Regions from separate parts of the Danio rerio genome. Here region 2 is linked to region 1. Evidence: chromatin contacts called from public HiChIP or PLAC-seq data. All regions are on one chromosome and are shown on one strand. Each heading gives the region's core, a stretch centred on a gene start, on an enhancer-like site or on the middle of the called end of the contact. The rest is flanking DNA. Distances are from core to core; before and after follow the strand shown.

Region 1 (3,212 bases), core at 684-3,183:
ACTGACTATCATGGTATTCCTCTCCATTTATAATGAGGTATGTTTGCGAATTTAGCATGTTCAATTCAGATAGGAAAGCCAGCGTCGACTAGTGCTAATAATAGGGTGATTTGTCTTTGTCTTGAAAATTTATGTTGAATTAATTATTAATTGATGAACACGATGGTTTTGTTTTGCATATGATGGATTGCCAATACACAGTTAACAACTAAAACTCACTGCTGGATAACATAACCATATAGCTTACGGGTTGCAGCTAGTGAACTTCAATACATCTTCATTAAGCAAATAGGTGTATCATGAGTTACAAATTTAAATACCATGGTTAAACTACATTGTAGCAAAGCATGGTTAATTTGTGGTTACCATAATTTAACTAAATAAAAGTAGCTTTTTATTGGTTGAAAACCTATACTGTAGAAATTACATTTCAAAATATAAACAAAATTTACTAAAACATAAATTCAGGTAATCTGTGATACTTTTTCGATTTGGACTTCAGCTCTCTTTTTCAATGTCTAACTAATTAGAACCACAAATTAGACTGTTTGGAAATCCCTAAGATGTTTCCTAACCAAGAAAGCATTATATAAACATTATCGAGAAAATCAATCCATGCCACACCTATTAGTATTTTTTAAGACAGGTCACTTCGTAATCTAGCACATGAAAAAGGCTGGAGTTTTCATGGCCTTAAAAAGTATATACTTGCCATATTTATGCATGCTAAACACAATTTTAACATTTTTTTTTGTGAGTGATTGTGTGTTTAAGTATGAAATAGAGACTGAGTGTGTGGGCAGTATGAGTGTGTGTGCGTAAGTGTGGGTGTGGGTGTTTATTCATTTGTTTCAAAAACACAGATTTCTTTACAATTTAAAATGGCATCTTTGGATATATTTTCTTCTGGAGATACTGCTGTCCTAAAAACAAACAAAAAAATGTAAATAAAAAAAAAATTGACACATACCTTATGAGCGTTATTACAGAACATTTTGGCGCATTTAAAACCTCGACTTTTCCAATCCTCGGTATACCTTGAAAACGGTTATTCTTCCACGCCTAGTAAGGTGTGTGTGTGTGTGTGTGTGTGTGTGTGTGTGTGTGTGTGTGTGTGTGTGTGTGTGTGTGTGTGTGTGTACACAAACATTGTAGCCTATATTCCATCTTTGTTGTCATTAAACTTATAAAGTCTCTCAATGCATATTTTCCCAATCGAAGGCTGTCCAAGATAAGCCAAATCATGTTGCAAATATGATTGATAAGGAGGAACAAAAAAAATGTTCGAAAGAAAAAAAAATCTAAAAGCTTCATATATATTTTGTTTCTTGAACAGATCACAAACATAATTTAACAACAATTGCGAACATTGTCTTATTTATTATGACAGCTTCATGTCCTTTACATTAATCTCAGAATCCTGTCACTGACCTGATCATCCAATTTTGATGAGAGCGAATTCCTAATTGTCAAGTGCCCTGCCTTGATTTTGTATGTTTAGCTTGTAAAATACATATTTGCCAAATTATTTACTAATAAAACACTAGTAAGGAACAAGGGGGAAATGCCACTACATAAATATTTGTACTACGTCTTTTATCCTCACCCACGGTTAATATAAAGTAGGCCTATATTTAACAGATGAGGTAGACAACAAGGACAAATTTTTTTTTAATTAACCAAAATGTTAGTTTCGTTATGTTAATGTCCATCTTCCACAGGGCGTAATAAAATAAACGGTTTCATCAAGAAAGAGAAAGCGAGAGAGATGCTCGTTGGCAAACTATCACCAGGAAATCGCGTTCGCGCCATTTCGTTCGGCTTCGGCGTCACTTCGTTTATATCCGTCACCACTCGGCTATTTCCGGCCCACTCTCGGTCGCTTTCGCCCAGTGCAGTGGGGTTGATGATCGGATTTTCGTCTCGTTCTCTGTGTTGTTGTTCTCGGTGACGCGACGGAGGTGTAGCCTGACGCGGTCTCTTACGTGTCGGCCTGAATAAAAGTGGAGCTCCGAGGGCTCGAGAGTGACGGAAGGAGTCTGTATCGGTAAGAGGAGACAAGTGTCCGGAGGGAAAGGGCTCGTCCAGAATGGCATAAGAGTCTGGTTTGGGTTCGGCCCGTTGGAAACAAAGAGATCATGGCGGCTGTAGTTGTTGCATGGAGAGGGAGGGGAGGCAAAACGGGAGACCAACTCAAACCCAGGGTGGGAAATCTTGATGCATGGTTGATCGTTTAAAATGCAAAGAAATATGGATGCACAACACCCCTGGTTTTCTTTATGCATCTGTACAGATCATATATGTGGGTTTTCCCCTTTCTTGTTAAATTGTTTCACGCCCTGGTTTCAAAAATGTGTGCTGCTAGGTGAATTCAGGATGTAATACTCTTAACGTTATATCATTCAGCAATGATTTAATCTTCTCTAATATCGTTGATTCATTGTGCGATTTATTGGACACGCCCTGATTATATTGCAGTCCTCCTGGGCTGAGTTATTATTGAAGTTTCATTATGCACGTTTTTAAACGAGCACCCTAAAGCAAATAACGTTAGATGTGGTTATATAAAAGTATAGCAAACTTTTTAATATCTGAACATTTCAGATGGCTAATAAAGAAATGCTAAATTGTTGCATGTTTTACATTAAGTTGCACCAGCCGATTTCAATACATGCTATTTAGATGATGCATGTTAAAGCATTTCTTCTGGTTTGCCAACAGTGTTTTTGAAATAACTAAACCGCGTTATTTTTTTGTTTTTTTTTTACATCAGTAGGTTTAATTTTAGATGCATGCTCGTTTTTAGATGTCAAGATTTACGAATGTACAGCAGCTACACGTTTCCGTGAATAATCTGTCTGGCAGAAAATAGGATTTGAAAAGTAGAGGGAGAACTATGCATGACCAATCAAACCACAGATAGACTATGAGCGTCATGAGATCACATTACTGTCTGTTCACGCTTTCTGCCATGCTGGAGCTCGCTCCCTCTCCTCATCTTTTCTATTTCAAGATTCTGCTATTGGTCTTTGTTTCACACCCAATGAGAATGTACAATACATTACATTTTTGTACATATTTGATCATTAATACACCCACTTAGCATTATTTGATGATTTTTGATATTGTACCATTATATACTTTATGTATTTTATATTTTTCAAAGTTAAGTGTAATCTTACCAGGGATAGAAAAACAATTATACTAATAAT
Region 2 (3,134 bases), core at 493-2,992, 590 kb before region 1:
TAAAAAAAATCTAATTCATTCAACTGAAACATGTAATTTCCATTTGTTTTTTGGGGGGCTTAGCAACAAAACAAACAAACAAAAAGTTAGATTAAGTAGAAATGACAGTCTATAAACCATGCTCATCATTCTCATTCTCTTGTCAGATGGGATGGTGGGCCAAATTAAAGGTTACCATGGCCCTATTTTGAACATTTTTGGATTAAAGGATTTGTATAACATTTCTAAAGGACATATTTTGTTGTTGTTATTGCTAGTCACTGAATTAAAAACTTGATTAAGACCCTTAAGCAGGTCGCACACCATAAGCGCCGCTCGGCGCCGCGACACGGCGCGTACATGACAGTTTAAAGTATCACACACCAGACGCGCACATTCGAATGATATTTAACATGAAACTAATCAGATGGCGCTCTGTGGCGCGGCTGAAAAATGAACTGCGTCCTGAGCCGTCGCCGGGCGCCGCCGACAGCCGCCGACTTGCGGCGCCGGTGTGTGTATCCTGATAGAAACCTATGTTTAGAATTCTAAAATACATGGCGCTGCGTGGCGCTTCTGGTGTGCGACCTGCTTTAGGACGCAGTTCATTTTTCAGCCGCGCCACAGAGCGCCATCTGATTAGTTTCATGTTAAATATCATTCGAATGTGCGCGTCTGGTGTGCGATACTTTAATCTGTCATGTACGCGCCGTGTCGCGGCGCCGAGTGGCGCTTCTGGTGTGCGACCTGCTTTAGATGAATAGTTTTCACCCATTGATGGATAAATGGTTTAATTACAATTCATTATGAATATTGGAACAATTACACACATTAAAGTATTCCAACTGCTTTTAGATTACTTTTGGCCTAACTCATTTATTTAATAGATTTGAATGGAATTATTATTGGGTACTGTATTTTCTTGTCGTGCTTGAATTGAGTATTAGGTTGAACTATTTCAATAATTTTATCATGTAGTTAAAAAGGCAACTGATTATGAACTTTTTTTGATGCACAATCGAACTAAAATATGTATTTTTCTAGGTCTGATTATACGCTTAAGATTACATATAAGCATATAACCCAATCCTACGTAACCTAATTTTTGACTTCTGTGTAAAATATCAACAACTCATAATAAACCTACCAAATATGTATTAGAACCACAGGGTTAACTTAGAAACGTTTTGTCACAAATCTTAAATTTGTAATTTTTTATAAATTTATTGTGCAATGCTAAAGCCCCACTAAGAAAATTCCATTCGTTTTTCTGCTACTTAATTCTAGCAGCACTGCTGCTGATGCTTTAATGATCAGACCAACTAATCATTTTGGCAAATGCACCTGTAATTCAGATTATGACCACAGATGGCGTATCATCTCACGTTTACTGGGGCTGGTTTCCTAAATTACGAATTTACATTTGGACATAAAAATTTGCACCAGTAAGCTACACAGAAAGTTTCGAGTCGAATTTCTTTTGTGTTATTTATTTATTAATAGCATTGGGTGTATTCACTATTTATAAATTGCAAATGAAGAAGACGGGAGTAAAATTGGAAGAAACAAAATGAACACTAAAACCTTGCATGATATTGGGGCTGCAAATGTTTCCTTTTCATTAACCGCAGAGTGAATCGTAGTGGTTTCCTCACTTCTGCAATCAATTAGTTTGATGTTTATTATTAGCTAGCATAAGTTGATGAGCAGTGAGGGAGGCGCTTCTCGTATAATGTTCCCACAAGCGCAGCTCGCATCTTTCAGTAGACGCGCCGCCACCGCGCGCCCGACCAACCACGAGAACTACTGAGCGCGCGCTCCAGCTGACCCGAGACCCGCTTCAGACAGGTGCTCGTTTGGGCTTATTTTGACGCTAAAGCAGTACTTTATGAAACACAGGGCATGCTGGCTGAGTGGAATAGAGGATTTCTTCCTTCCTTCAACGTCTTCAGTGCAGAACCAGCGCTGAATGAAACTGTATGAACAATTAGCTGACAGACGCTCAGATGTGTCTAGCTGTGAAGGAATAGCGACGATTAACCGACCAACAAAAAAAACTTGTGTTTGACATTGACGCGTCATGGCATCAGTGTCGTGGAGACACGCGCTTTTCGTCTTGGTAGCTGGTAAGTTAAACTGGTTTGTCCTGTTTGTTGCCTGCATTCCTGCCTATTATGCATGTTATTAAATTCCATGAAGGCTAGAAAATACAAAAAAAAAGTAGAAAAAGCTGAAACAAATGAGAAAGTATTATGTAGTTTGAAGGACTAGCGCTAGTCACTGTGGATATTCCTCAGCAAATGTTAACACAATTAAGCAAATATTGACTGTTTTTTATTTATTTTATTTATTTATTGTTCAACCGTAAATAACATTGAACTTTGTTGTAGTTGTCATTTTAACACTTAACTAAACGCTTAACTAAACGATTAAACTATAATAAAGCATGAGTTTGTATTTATAGAACCAAATATTTTGGAAAACGTTTTATTTAGTGCCTTATGAAAATTAACCATTGGTTTACTACGAATAAAACTAAAAATTAAAAATGTTAATTAAACTGTAGCTGCAGTGAAACTAATTATATATAATGTGGTTATGCCAAAAAACAGGTTAGCTACACACTAGTACTATAATAAAAATATGGCTTGGTTTCTTAAGCAGTTGGTTTTCAAATATATTTGTAGCATTATTAATTAACAGTATTTGCTGTAAGAATATTGTTTATTATGCTGATATTATATGTTGCACCATTGTTGTTCATTTATTTTTTACTGTTTAAATGTCTAAAAAACTAATTTTTATATAAATATATTTTGATTTTGGGTACTACGCACAGTTGTAAGCACTGAAAGTGTTGACAGAAAACATATAAAACTATGAATTAATTTGATCGCCACTGTAATGCTTTTTTGGTAAAAAAAAAACACAAATGCTCTGACCCCGGTATTTTTCACAATACACAGGGGTTGAAAATTTTGCATAAAGACATAAATTCATAAGTGACAAGCCCTCCCACGTATGGGTCAATTATCTAATTTTCTAATTAATAATGCATGGCAACCTCCTCCTGTTGGAAAGAATTCATTTCACACTTACCTTAACAAGCTGCCTGAGCTGTGCCGAGCATGACTAACAAGCAGCTCTCTGCTTTC

The links. HiChIP or PLAC-seq counts read pairs in DNA pulled down with a chosen protein or histone mark.
Region 2: a contact with region 1 is called in an H3K4me3 HiChIP or PLAC-seq map of embryo, with 5 times the contacts expected there. The contact joins the promoter of ramp1 here to the promoter of creb1b in region 1. A contact is called at or near these places in 1 of 18 Hi-C or Micro-C datasets (an unstated tissue) and 1 of 4 datasets of contacts at active chromatin or transcription factors (embryo).

Annotation. Positions count from the first base shown.
Region 1 is chr9:29,947,235-29,950,446 of GRCz12tu, reverse strand. It overlaps creb1b (cAMP responsive element binding protein 1b), which reads left to right and starts at 1,933. Exons shown (of 7, transcript NM_001017818.1): 1 at 1,933-2,047.
Region 2 is chr9:30,537,857-30,540,990 of GRCz12tu, reverse strand. It overlaps ramp1 (receptor activity modifying protein 1), which reads left to right and starts at 1,742. Exons shown (of 3, transcript NM_001002693.2): 1 at 1,742-2,105. The coding sequence starts at 2,060. It overlaps LOC141376144 (a long non-coding RNA gene), which reads right to left and starts at 285. Exons shown (of 2, transcript XR_012385452.1): 1 at 1-285.